Regions from separate parts of the Mus musculus genome. Here region 2 is linked to region 1. The links are chromatin contacts, called in public promoter capture Hi-C maps. All regions are on one chromosome and are shown on one strand. Each heading gives the region's core, a stretch centred on a gene start, on an enhancer-like site or on the middle of the called end of the contact. The rest is flanking DNA. Distances are from core to core; before and after follow the strand shown.

What was found. Promoter capture Hi-C pulls out the DNA fragments that hold promoters and counts their contacts.
Region 2: a contact with region 1 is called in a promoter capture Hi-C map of hippocampal neurons, with 4 times the contacts expected there. The contact joins the promoter of Smim10l1 here to the promoter of Clec2d in region 1. A contact is called at or near these places in 2 of 39 promoter capture datasets (cranial neural crest and hippocampal neurons).

The regions. Positions count from the first base shown.
Region 1 is chr6:129,176,374-129,182,898 of GRCm38.p6, forward strand. Clec2d (C-type lectin domain family 2, member d) reads left to right here and starts at 4,242. Exons shown (of 5, transcript NM_053109.3): 1 at 4,242-4,374. The coding sequence starts at 4,308.
Region 2 is chr6:133,102,145-133,108,669 of GRCm38.p6, forward strand. It overlaps Smim10l1 (small integral membrane protein 10 like 1), which reads left to right and starts at 3,095. Exons shown (of 3, transcript NM_001271583.1): 1 at 3,095-3,461; 2 at 5,720-5,838. The coding sequence starts at 3,270. The coding sequence ends at 5,797.

The DNA of each region.
Region 1 (6,525 bases), core at 2,992-5,491:
AGCATGAGTGCTGAGAACTGAACCTACTCCTTTGGTTGGGAGCGTTAGCCTTTAAGAGCTTGGCTATCTCTCCAGCCCCCATTTCATATCAAGGATTTTCATATAAGGAGCTCGTTTTGGTGACATCAACTATAGAGAATAAAAGAAGATATTGCAAGATATTCTCAGCAGGTTCAAGTGTTTATTTTTAAGTATTATTAAAATGGTACAAAATGTAACAGATTAAATTGTATGTTCAGAAAACTCATTGATATCCATTTCTAACAGGACAAGTAATTTTATGTGATTAATTTTCACTATATTGGAAACATATGTGAATGGATGTTAGCTGTTTATATATGGACTGACAGTGAGTAGATAACCTTATTTTGCCATAGCATTTGATGTGTTCTATTTACCATGGCCAACTACCAGCCCACACCTTTGTTGATTTAACATTAAGTCTGATGTTGACTTACTAGTCTGTTTTCTGTTTAGTGACGTGGACTCTGGTTTAGTTGTCAGAGAAATATCAACTTGCCATTTAAAATGGAAATACTTACTTTCAGTGTTTTTTCAAGTCTGTTAGCTCTGGGCTCCATTGTTTGAGTAGTATGCCTCATGAAGGTGAGATTATTCTAAAGAAAAGTAGAGATGAATATATTGTAATTGTTATGATTATGATTATTAGAGAAACTACATGTGGGTTTTCTGTGACCACCATAAGCAGTAGAATAACCATTCATGTGAAGCATGAAGGTCTAGTTTAGCATAACTCAGTAGCTGGTGATGATTCAGACTTATAGAGTCTGATACCAGAAAGATTATTTTAGGCATATTTAAACACAGCCCAATTTTAGACAAACATTTTCTAGTGGCAATAAACTCAACCCTTCATGCACAATAAAGCTTAAGACATGACAACATTGAACTCTTTGCAAAGGACTTGTGAGTTCTTTCATAAAGGTGGGTTTTCTATATTGACTACATGTGACATCTTAAGGGTCTGGGAAGGATCTGGTGTGGTTGTGGTCATTCAGGTAGTGCAGAGGTCACCTTATTATCTATTAACCACTTCTGTTCCCATTTGTAAAGTACAGGTGACATCTCCCGCCTCTACCTCCTCAGTGCCTGGATTGTAGGTGTTGTGCCTCCATGTCCTTCCAAGTTTTTATTCTTTAACCAGCCCGATTACCATAATCCTAGCACTTCACATAAGATGTCACTTTTCACACAAATTTTAGATCCATTCACTATGTTGGCAAGCAAGAATGGAGACTGGGGCCAGTTCATGAAATAGGTCCTAACAGCTTTTGCACACAACTATTTCTCTCAAAAGGCAAAGATCATATTCCATATATTTTTCTTAAGGATCATCTTCAGAGCCTGGGAAGATGGCTCAGTCAGAAAAGTGCTTGCCACATAAGTGTGAGAATATGAATTCTGTCCCTCTTTACCTACATAAGAAAGCTGGGCCTGGTAACATGAGCTGTAAACTCAGTTTCAGATAGGTAGAGACTAGTGGGTCCTTGGAGTTTGCTGGTTAGTTAGCCTAACTTAATCTGTGAGCTCCGGATTCAGTGAGAATCTGTCTTTAAAACTACAGAGAACAATATCTTTCTTCTGAGGACAAGATATTGAACATGCTTCCAAGATGAATTAACTTATGCCAGGTATTCTCTTTCTCTCTTCCCCTTCCACTTTTTCCTCTTTCTCCCTCCCTCCCTCCTTTTCTTTCTCTCTCTCTCCTCCCCTCTCCTCTCCTCCCCTCCCCTCCCCTTCCTTCCCTCCCTTCCTTACTCCTTCCCTCTCTTCTTTCTTTCTTTCTTTCTTTCTTTCTTTTCTTTCTTTCTTTCTTTCTTTCTTTCTTTCTTCCTTCCTTCCTTCCTTCCTTCCTTCCTTCCTTCCTTTCTTTCTTCTTTCTTTCTTTCTTTCAGATTTATGTGTATGTGGGTGCCTTCAGACAGCAGAGGCAACACGTCCTCTGCAGCTGGAGTTATAGGCAGTTATGAGCTACACAGTGTGGTTCCCAGGAACAGAACCCAGGGGAATTCTAATTGCTGATCTAGGAAGTCCTAGTTTTGAAAAAGTAGTTTCTACTCAGAAGTTGAAAAAGTGCTAATATTTTATAAAGAAATACTCCTATATTTGCATACGTTAAAGAGTTGACAGCAGCTGGTGAGGTAACACAATCACAAAAGAACTCAAATGATATGTACTCACTGATAAGTGGATATTAGCCCAGAAACTTAGGATACCCAAGATATAAGATACAATTTGCAAAACACATGAAACTGAAGAAGAACGAAGACCAAAGTGTGGACACTTTGCCCCTTCTTAGAATTGGAAACAATCATCAATGGAAGGATTACAGAGACAAAGTTTGGAGCTGAGAGAAAAGGATGGACCATCTAGAGACTGCCATATCCAGGGATCCATCCCATAATTAGCCTCCAAACAATGACAGCATTGCATACACCAGCAAGCGTTTGCTGCAAGGAACCTGATATAGCTGTCTCTTGTGAGACTAGGCCGGGGCCTAGCAAACACATAAGTGGATGCTCTCAGTCAGCTATTGGATGGATCACAGGGCCCCCAATGGAGGAGCTAGAGAAAGTATCCAAGGAGCTAAAGAGATCTGCAACCCTGTAGGTGCAACATTATGAACTAACCAGTACCCCGGAGCTCTTGACTCTAGCTGCATATGTATCAAAAGATGGCCTGGTCGGCCATCACTGGAAAGAGAGGCCCATTGGACACGCAAACTTTATATGCCCCAGTACAGGGGAATGCCAGGGCCAAAAAAATGGGAATGGGTGGGTAGGAAAGTGGGGGGCAGGGTGTGGGGGACTTTTGGGCTAGCATTGGAAATATAATTGAGGAAAATATGTAATAAAAAAAAGAGTTGACAGCTTTCTTTCAAAACTTTAACCAAGACAAATTAATAAGTAAGTTACAGTTGTATTTTTTCAAAGGAGATGGACTCAGGGCTTAAAAGCTCTTGCCACATAATCCTGACCATCTGGCCTGGATCACAGGAGAACAGGGCAGCAGGAGAGGACAGACTCCTACACATATGCTGTGGCATAGATATGCCCCGCTCAAGAAATAAAGTAGTTTTTTAATGGGCCAAATGGGTAACTCTCCAGTGTTTCAAATAGTTGAATGTGACTATTGGATATAAATATTTATTACGCAGTAAAATCTGTTTGGTTTTTTTGATCTCCCCAGGGTTCTCTGTTTCCCAGAACTGTTGCAGGCCTGTGATAAGAAAGGGTAAGAGGTTCAAAGCTGTTAAAAACAATGAATTCATGAAATTCTTAGACAAATGGATGGATCTGGAGGATATCATCTTGAGTAAGGTAACCCAATCAGGAAAGAACACACATGATATGCACTCACTGGTAAGTGGACATTAGCCCAGAAGCTCAGAATCCTTTTTAGAAGGGGGAACAAAATACCCATGGAAGGAGTTACAGAGACAAAGTTTGGAGCAGAGCCTGAAGGAAGAGACTGCCAGAGACTGCCCCACTTGGGGATCCATTCCATAAACAACCACCAAACCCAGACACTAGGCAGATGCCAACAAGAGCCTGCTATAGCTGTCTCCTGAGGGCCTTTGTCAGTGCCTGGCAGATACAGAAGTAGATGCTCACAGTCATTCATTGGACAGAGCACAAAGTCCCCAATGAAGGAGCTAGAGAAAGTACCCAGGGAGCTAAAGGGATCTGCAACCCTATAGGTGGAACATCATTATGAACTAACCAGTACCCCAGAGCTCTTGACTCTAGCTGCATATGTATCAAAAGATGGCCTAGTCGGCCATCACTGTAAAGAGAGGCCCATTGGACTTGCAAACTTTATATGCCCCAGTACAGGAGAACGCCAGGGCCAAAAGTGGGAATGGGTGGGCAGGGGAGTGGGGGGGGGAGGGTATGGGGGACTTTTGGAATAGCATTGGAAATGTAAATGAGGAAAATACCTAATAAAAAATATTAAAAAAAAAAAAAAAAGAAAATCCCTGTGACCTCAGTAAGGTCAGCTTGAATTATGTTTCTAAATCAGAGTGTGCTGAAAGAGAAACGAAACACAAAGTAAACCAGAAGCAAACAGGAAAGTCAGTCTCCAGATGGCGCCAGTGTGGCTCCTGACCTTGAAATGCGTTTCCCAATGAGATTTTGTTAGGCCCTGAGCCAACCAAGCGTGTGTGTATGTACAGAAAGGAGGAGCTACAGGATTAGCTAAATACTGAAACCTCCCCACGTATTTGTGCCTCTCAGCTTTCAAGTTTCAATCCTGTAGTGGAAACTCAGCTCCTCAGCTCTGAGATGTGTGTCACAAAGGCTTCCCTACCTATGCTTAGTCCCACAGGCAGCCCGCAGGAGGTAGAAGTGGGTAAGTATTCAATAGTATTTGAACCAATGGGAGGGGCAGAGAGGAGTTTCAAACAGGGCAGGAAGGCAAAAGAGTTGAACCTTGAACAAAAGATTAAGAACAGAAGGGCGTCTGTGAGCCCGTCACTGTGGGTCTGCAGAGCAGGAGAATGCAGTCGGGATTAGCTATGAGGTTGTTACATTAGTTATTCTATCGGAGCATACAATACTCGAATAGTTCTCAGGCAAGAGAAATGAGCAGCGAGTCACCTTCTAACTGCCAGAGCTGTAGCCACAGCGTTCTCGCTTTGTACTTAGCTTGCTAGTCCACTCTTCCCAGGGATCTGGTAAGTTACAGTCTGGTGGATTACATCAAATTGCTGTAGTAAACGTTTGCTTTAAGTCCCTGAGTGAAGGAAACTCAGACAACAGCTTTGCAATGTGCATAGTGGCAGAAGTTGCCTGGGAAGCTTGGAGCTTGTGTTTTGCAGATCCATTGTAATTAAAATAGAATTGTAAGGGGGTGGCTTGGGGTGGGGTGGGGGTGGGGGGCGCTGAACCTACTCAGGACCAAATCCTTTCTGTTTTGAGCTCTTGATAAGTTACAGAAAAAGAATATAATGGGGTTTCCTACTTAATTCTTCAGAAAGGAAGCAAAATTGTGTTTCTTGTGTTTCAAACTGTCTATGCTCCATTATATTGTGTTCCTTTATTTTCCTTTTCCCCCTCATTCCTGTTTCTTCACATTAATTTTTTTTTTTTTAATTTGTGGAAAGACTACTGAATTTTGAGAAAGTAAGATTGACATCTATCAAAATACAAAATTCCCAACAAATGCTAATGTTTATCACTTAAACCAAGTATTCTGAAATAATAATAATAATAATAATAATAATAAATTATAATAAATTATTATTACTGAGGATGATGATGACTGACTGACTGATTGATTGATTGATTGATTCTTTGGCAAAGTCTCATACTTTACCCCAAGCTGGCCTGGAACTCCTGCTCCCTCTGCCTCAGCAGGGTTGACTTTTTAAAATCAAATACACAAATATTTAGCCATTGGAAACATTTCCTGAGAATGTGGAGCTTCTGTCTCAAGTGCAGCTGTTGCATAGCTAGCTGCAGGCATTTTGAAGCCTGTCTTGTGAATGTGGAGCTCCTGTCTCAAGTGCAGCTGTTGTATAACTAGCTGCAGGCATTACACAACTTCACTCCTTTGAAGCAGTAGCTTGTTTTATCATTGAAACAGTTTTTAAGTAAGCTAAAAACCAGGCCAGCAATACTTCATTTCTTTGGGTTTTTTGAGAGATCATTTCCAACATTACTTTTAAATAAAGACAGGAAAGTTATGTTCAAATTGTGCTATGGAACACATTCGAATTTAGAAGGAGATCTGTGTGTATACAGCAAAATTCCTGTTTACATATTAGAAGGAAACAGACAGTATCAGAATTATACTGGTGTAAACACAGAGGATTATCTGTAAATCTTACTCTTAATATCATATAAGAAATGCTGGTGTAGAACTCTAAATAAATAAAATTACCATTCTGAGTTTTTGAAATGCCCAATAACCATAAATGTGTTCCTTTAATTCCTAACTTGTTAAGAGTTCTTGTTATTTTAGACTAATATTATTTTTTTCACATGATTTTGGTAAGCTTGTTAAAATGCTCCCATATTTTTATCCATTAGTTATGTCAGTGTGTTCTATTACATTTATGTGCCTTTATTAATTTATTTACTGACTAGGTTCTCTGAGACTGATCCTTACATAGTCCAGGTTGAGTTCAAACTTCTAATGTAGCCAAGGCTAGTCTTGTACTCCTGACTCCAGCTTCTGCCTCCCTAGCACTGGAAATATAAAAGTGTACCAACCTGTTTGTCTCGTTGACTGGAGCAGGAGTTACACAGGTGGTTATGAGGTGCCCCTTTAGGAGCTGAGATTTAGGAGCTAACTCCTGTCCTCTAGAAGAGCAACAATTGATCTTAACTCCTCAGCCATCTCTGCAGCCTCCTGCTGATCCCAGTCTGTCCCCATCCTTGGCACTCAGTGTTATTCTCAGTCCTAGCCAGTCTATTCTTAGGGAGCAAAATCTATGAATAGCTTGGATGTTGTTTGCTTTCAGCCTGATCTTCACTCTTTCTGTTTCTTGTTTCTTCA
Region 2 (6,525 bases), core at 1,845-4,344, 3.9 Mb after region 1:
TACTTATGGGTATTTGGACTGTTTATTTTTCAGTTACTGTGAGACAACTGTAAGAATGTTGTTTGATACATTCCCATTATCCTCTCAGGATAGTAAAACCGAGACATTAAATATGGTATTCATGTTTTCCTCCAGGCAATGAAAGATTCAACACTTATTTTTTTAAAAATACCCCTTTGACCTTGCTGTAGTTAGGACATTAAATGAATCCCCAAATGGCTTGCAATGAATGTTTGGTATTGGATGTAGCAATAGTGAGGCTTTGAGGTGATAGGAGTAAGCAACACACTGATACTCTGTTTCTTTTTATTTATTTATTTTTAAAAACTAAAACCAAACCCTGCTCTCTTAGAACCTTTTTACAAGTAGATTTAGAAATTTATTTGCTTTTATTTCTTTCTACACAATAGTTTTGCTAGCTAACCAAGGATTTCTCTCATGCCAAGTACCATGCAATTTTCCATTGCATCATTAGTGAAGCATGACTCAAATTGCTCATCCCCAGAATGAATAAGTGACCAAAAGGGCAGAAGGATGTTACTCTTTCCAAAAATATAACAGGGTGCTAGACATTTACTATGAAGCAAATGTTATTTACAAAAAAATTGATTTTATAGTATAGTCCCATAAATTGCCTAGTGCTGTTACAGCATCTAATTACTTGCATCCACTTGAAAACGTTTTCCTTTCAAAGGATTTGACTAAACAGCTGCAGAAATTTCCACTAAATATCAAACTGTTTCTGTATATAACATAGTCATGCTATATACAAATGATTAGTATAGAGGTATTCAGACACCTCATATTTTTTTTTCCTGGTCTATGGTCTTCAATCACTAGAACCCAACCCTTTCAATCTGAATGGATTTCTTTCCTAGTGGATTTAATTAGTAAATTCTTAAATAAATAATTAGGAATATGGTTCTACACAGAACCATTGTGGCTCACCTTAAACATTCTCAAATGATTATCCAGCTAAACAAACCATTTTAAAGCAAGCTTTAGGAAGAATCAAAGTTAAGGAAACAAAAGATTGGGTAAAATCAAGAGAATTACCATCTAGAGAAATTATTTTCATCATCTGCTACATTTGATCAGTTGTTGACATGCACCTACCTGGCAGCAGGTGTGAAATAGGCTATCAAGGATCAAGTTCAAGGGATAGAAGGCAAACCACAGCCCTCTTAAGTGTCTGATTCCAATCTCTCTTGAGAAAAAAGTGGGATTGGGAGCTTTTTAAAGACTCTTCTTTATCATTTTCTACAGGAGTAAATCTTCACTATGGCCACTTAACTAGTTAGTGCATGGCTGCTATATTCCCCACTCCCTGAAAGTAAAAGGCAGTTCTTTTCATGGAATTAACAAGGGCAAGAACCAGTGGAAGCTAGGGATGGGTCAGGTGGTGTAAGCATGTGAGTTGACTGATTCTGTGCTATTTTAAGTGGGAGATCCAGGCTCTTACTAACTTACGTCAATGTTGACCAGCTCCATGGATTCCGATTTCATAATAAATTATTCCTGTGCAGAAAAACTATGTACATTGTGTTTCTGAGTTGGTCACTCATCCTAAAATACTCTTTTTTTCTCTATTCTTTGGTTAGGGGAATCGTTTCTCTACTGGTTTAGCATTGATACAATAGCAGAAAAGAAGCATAAATGGGCACTCTTCTTCAAGTTTTCCAACTTCCACAATGTCTTGTTATTTGCACCAGCCCTATATGTAGTTTGCTGAGAAACAGAAATGCTCTATGTATAAACAGATGACTTGACTACTCCATGGCATGGGAAGATTTTATTGAGGATTTAAGTGAATAGCCAGTGGCAACTGGAAGTGTTTAGAGCAAAGAGAAAAAGTAGAATAAACATGGCCAGCAGACTGGATTATGGCCAGGGCTATCTGTGAGAGAGGGGAGAATAACTGGATAGAGAATAGAGAAAGCGAGGTGAGACTAACATTGGTTACAGAAGAGTAGCTAGACTGAGGGAAGTGCCAGCAGATGGGCATCATGGCTTGGGAATACATAACTGAGTGGGGACTGAAGAAGCCTGGAGGCAAGGGATCTTGATATGACTAGACAGGGGCCAAAGGTATATGTTAACAAGAGAACCACAGTCCCTTTTGCCAGAGGTAAGGGAAATAGATGCTCCTTTAGGCAGATAGGAACACAGTACACAAGTTCTTAAAGGAATGCTGCCTTTTATCTAACCAGAAATCCTCCTGCAGTGCAAAGTGGAGTTCACTTTCGGATAGACTGTCCTTTGAAGTTTGGGAAATTGAAGTGTCCTTTCAAGCTGACACTCTCAGAGCATGGGGATTCTTCAACTATATAACACATACACGCAAGTCAGTGTCAGATATGAGAAAATCTAACAATGACATTTAAAAGTATACTGTATTCTGAAAGTCCTGCTCAGAAACTAACATACATGCATAATATGTAAATGAGGCTAAACTGGGGCATTACTGAAACAAACAAAAACAATGGAAGTGCATTACATAAATGCCAGAAATAAAATGTGAATAATGGAGACTGGTATTTCTATAGGGTACCAAAAAACATGAACATAAAAATTAGTATCTTGGTCCTTAAGAGTCTACCTTAGGTTTCTCACTAATCCAATTGCATGCAAAAAGCTGGAATCTATACCTAATCTTAACTTTCAATGGGTTTATATTAAGTAGAAACACATCTCTTTGCCTCTCTCTCCATATATATGTTCATACACATGCCCTCCACAAAAGTGGGTAATTTTTTTTTTTTTTTTTGATTTGTCACTTGCAATATAAATAGTCCTAATACACAGGTAAACGCATAACCTAATACGGTGACGTTTTCAGTTATGGTGTGTTACAAATGCAGACTCTATGCCCGTATACACTTACATAAGGTGATAGATCACTTTGTCCTACTGTCTCAGTGAATGTTACATGAATATTGAGCAGACACAGTTATTTTCCTCGACCTTTGATCCTTGCAAAATGTGTACTAAATGTTGGCTAAATTACATCAGCTCACGGAGCTCTGCCCTTTAAAGGGACAGCGGCACGGAGATCCCCTGTCCCTAGCAGTTACATAACTGCCAGCAGCCAACCTTCCTCGGGAAGCTGACAGGAAGAGGCGGAGCCCACGCCGCCCCGCGCCACCCGGAGGGAGCGGCGGCCGCTGGCAGTGGGGGCGAAAGCGGCGGCCGCTTCGTCCCGGCCACGGCTCATCTGGCTCGGGAACTGCACGGAGCTTCGGAGACCCTCGGCCTGGTGGGACAACGCCATGGGTCCCGCCGACGCCCCGTCCGCCCTAGCGCTCAGGGCAGTGGGCCCTGCGGCCGCCACCCCGTATGGTGTCTTCTGCAAGGGGCTGTCCCGCACCCTGCTCGCCTTCTTCGAGCTGGCCTGGCAGCTGCGCATGAACTTCCCGTACTTCTACATCGCGGGCTCCGTGATCCTCAACATCCGCCTGCAGGTACACATTTAGAGCCTTGTCTGCGTTGCCCCGCCACCCGGGACCGCAAGATGGCCGCTTCCCAGGTCGCCCCGCGGCACCTTCAAGAAGCGCGAGAAGAACGTGCAATCTTGCGAGAGCTGGCTTGCGCACAGGCAGTCGGCTCCCAACCTCTCCTATCAGGGATTTGGAGGTGGGAAAGCTAGCTGGGTTAAGCAAGGATGTTGTTCCAGCATCAGAGGAGCTATCCAAGGAAGTATCCAAGGAACCACTCATCTGTAAATTCCTGGCAAGTCTTAGGATATGACAAAGGGCACAAGATGCATTATGAGAAAGGAAGGCTGAGATTTTCAAGAACACAGATTTACACCAAACTTACGTTCTGAATTAATCTTTGAGAATACTGGACTGTAAGCTAGACATTGAATAAGAAGCCTGTTATGTCAAGAATGTGACTTAAAAAGCATTGCATCTCTCTTCCTCCCACAAGAGGATATATTGAATCTGGGTCAAAGTCAGACTACAGGAAAATATACTCCCCAAATATGCCAGCAAGATTTTGAAAAAAAATAGTGGGACTATGTGAAGATGTTCCTTTCAAAGAGACGTTGGTTCCAAAGGAAAGAAAGTCCAATTGCCTCACAGGAATTGACTATTCCCTGGTAGTAATGCAAATAGACCAGATGTGGCTTTCTACTTTAAAGAGAATGAGAATGCTTAATTTTAGTTACAGAGTAAAATGCAGATGTTACAAACTTTTTTTTTTTTTTTTTTTGAGGAAATACATTTGACAAGTGGAGGGACAAGAAACTAAATGGAATGGTGATGCCCTTTGTGGAGTGAGAGCGTAAAACGTGTAATTTGTGAACAGAAAGGAGATTTCGTTGATTATGGACAGCCATGTTTCTAACTGCTAAATGGAGGTGGAAACCACATGACCTAAATAGTAAATGTCCAAAGATGGAATTTTCTCAGTGACTGAAAAGGAGCTAATATCTGGTGTGTGTGTGAATGTATGCTGGAGTTTTTATCCAAGCCTGGAGTGAATTAGTAATTGTATTTTGTTTTGAAATTAAAACAAGTAATTAGAAACCCCAAGAAAAATAAAATAATAAAAAATTATTCTGTCATACCTCATGTGAATAGTACTGTACCTGTAATATAAGTTCTTACTTAACAAGAAATAGTTATGTAACATTGGAAGGCTGGAAGTTGAAAAAGATATATGTATAAAGATGCAAAGTACATCAAGATCTATTCCTGAGGACAGGAAATTTGGTTAAGTTGTAGATTTATCATATAGACTTATCTTGTGGACCTATCATTCATGAGACTCTTAAGTTTGATACCCAGCACTACAAAAATAATAATAATAAAATAAACAAAGGTCCAATATATAAAAAGCAACATAATCTATGATTAGGAAACTTAATGCAGAAACATCTAAAAGCTAAAAGTGGTTATTTCTAGAGAAAATAAATGGGGATAGGTACAGGAAAAGCGAGGCTTCGTTTGTTTTTGTTACTAATCTAACGTGATTTCTTCTAAATCATATATATGATTTTCTTCCATTAAAATCTAATTAAAATATTTTGTTTTTAAAAGCTCCCCAGGTAATTATGTCTACCACCAATCAAATGACCAAAAGTCTTGTTGGATTAAAATCTAAATCAAACACTCAGCTGTTATTGCTTGATAATATTAATATATATTAATATGGAAGTATTCTGCCTATTGTAGCTTAGAAATGATTTTCATCTCTACTTGTGATTTTTCTTACGTATAAATGTAATTGTATCCTTTCTAAACTCATGTAGATGAATATATATTGTTACAGGCTTGGCATGGAATTGTCTCTGTTATTTGTTCCTGTGAGCACATATTAAGACAGTGCATGCTGTTTTAAAATTCCCTTTGCTGGCTTTCTTTGAAAATTGCTAGTTTCCAAGCTCTTCTCAGAAAAATTTCCTGATATTCAAAGATAACTGAAGGATCCAGTGAGAGCCAGACATAGTAGCACACGGAAGTTTTTCCAGTACTCTGGAAGTTGAATTGGAACTGCCATATGTTCAAGGACAGCCTGAGCCACATGATAAAAACACTGCCCCAAAGAAACAAAAGCAAAAGAATCCATTGGTTAAGAATAAAAATTTTAGAAGGAAATAATGTGTGTCTCCTCATTAGTTTAATTCTGAAAAAGCCTGTGAACCTGAATGTCTCACTTCTGTTGTTTTATTTTTATTTTTTTCCCCGCCCCCTCTCTTTTTCTCTCTCAATAGGGTTTCTCTGGAAATTGCTGTGTATTCCAGGCTAGCTCAAGACTTATGATCTCTCTGCCATCACCTTTTGATTACTAGGTTTACTGAGCTGTGTCAGCAATAGGCTTCATATTTGCCAGGTAACATTTTAAATGTCAGAAAAGTCCCAAGGCATTTTGTCTAAGCTTCCAGTTGCTAAAATCGTTTGGCTAAATAAGTGCTCTGAAGGAAAAATTAGTAGATGTTTTATTAATAAAGAAATATACCTGATGTTTTAAAGCATCAGAAAATTCCAATTGTAGTAGGGCAGAAAGAGCAACCACAAAGAGAAAGACCTGGAAACTTACTTTATTCGGTAAAGTACATTCTCTAAAAGCCTGAAGACCCAAATTTGATCCCCAGAGCCTAGTAAGCCAGGGTTGGTAGCATGATTGCAATCCCAGTGCTAAGGAGAGACAGAGGCAGATCCCTGGGGTTCACTGGCCAGCTACCCTACTTGGCAAACTTACAGAACATTGAAAGACACTGCTTTTAACAATAATCTGTTCAGTGCCTGAAGACTTACATTCAGTGTTGACACTCTAGCTGGCTCCTACATTATTTCCCTATATAATAGCCTGCTTTAATTCTGTATTTTTTTAATCCACTAAGTTGAATCATCCATATTTCTAAAGAAAAGGGACAGTAGCCATCTGCTTATAGCTCCTTAGCTCAGAGTTGGGCCTCAGGACCTCCCCCCCCCCCACCTTATTCCATGATGGAGTCATTGAACTGGTTTGATATGGTACTAGTCTAATGTATGTCATCACAGCTTCTGTGAGCTCTTG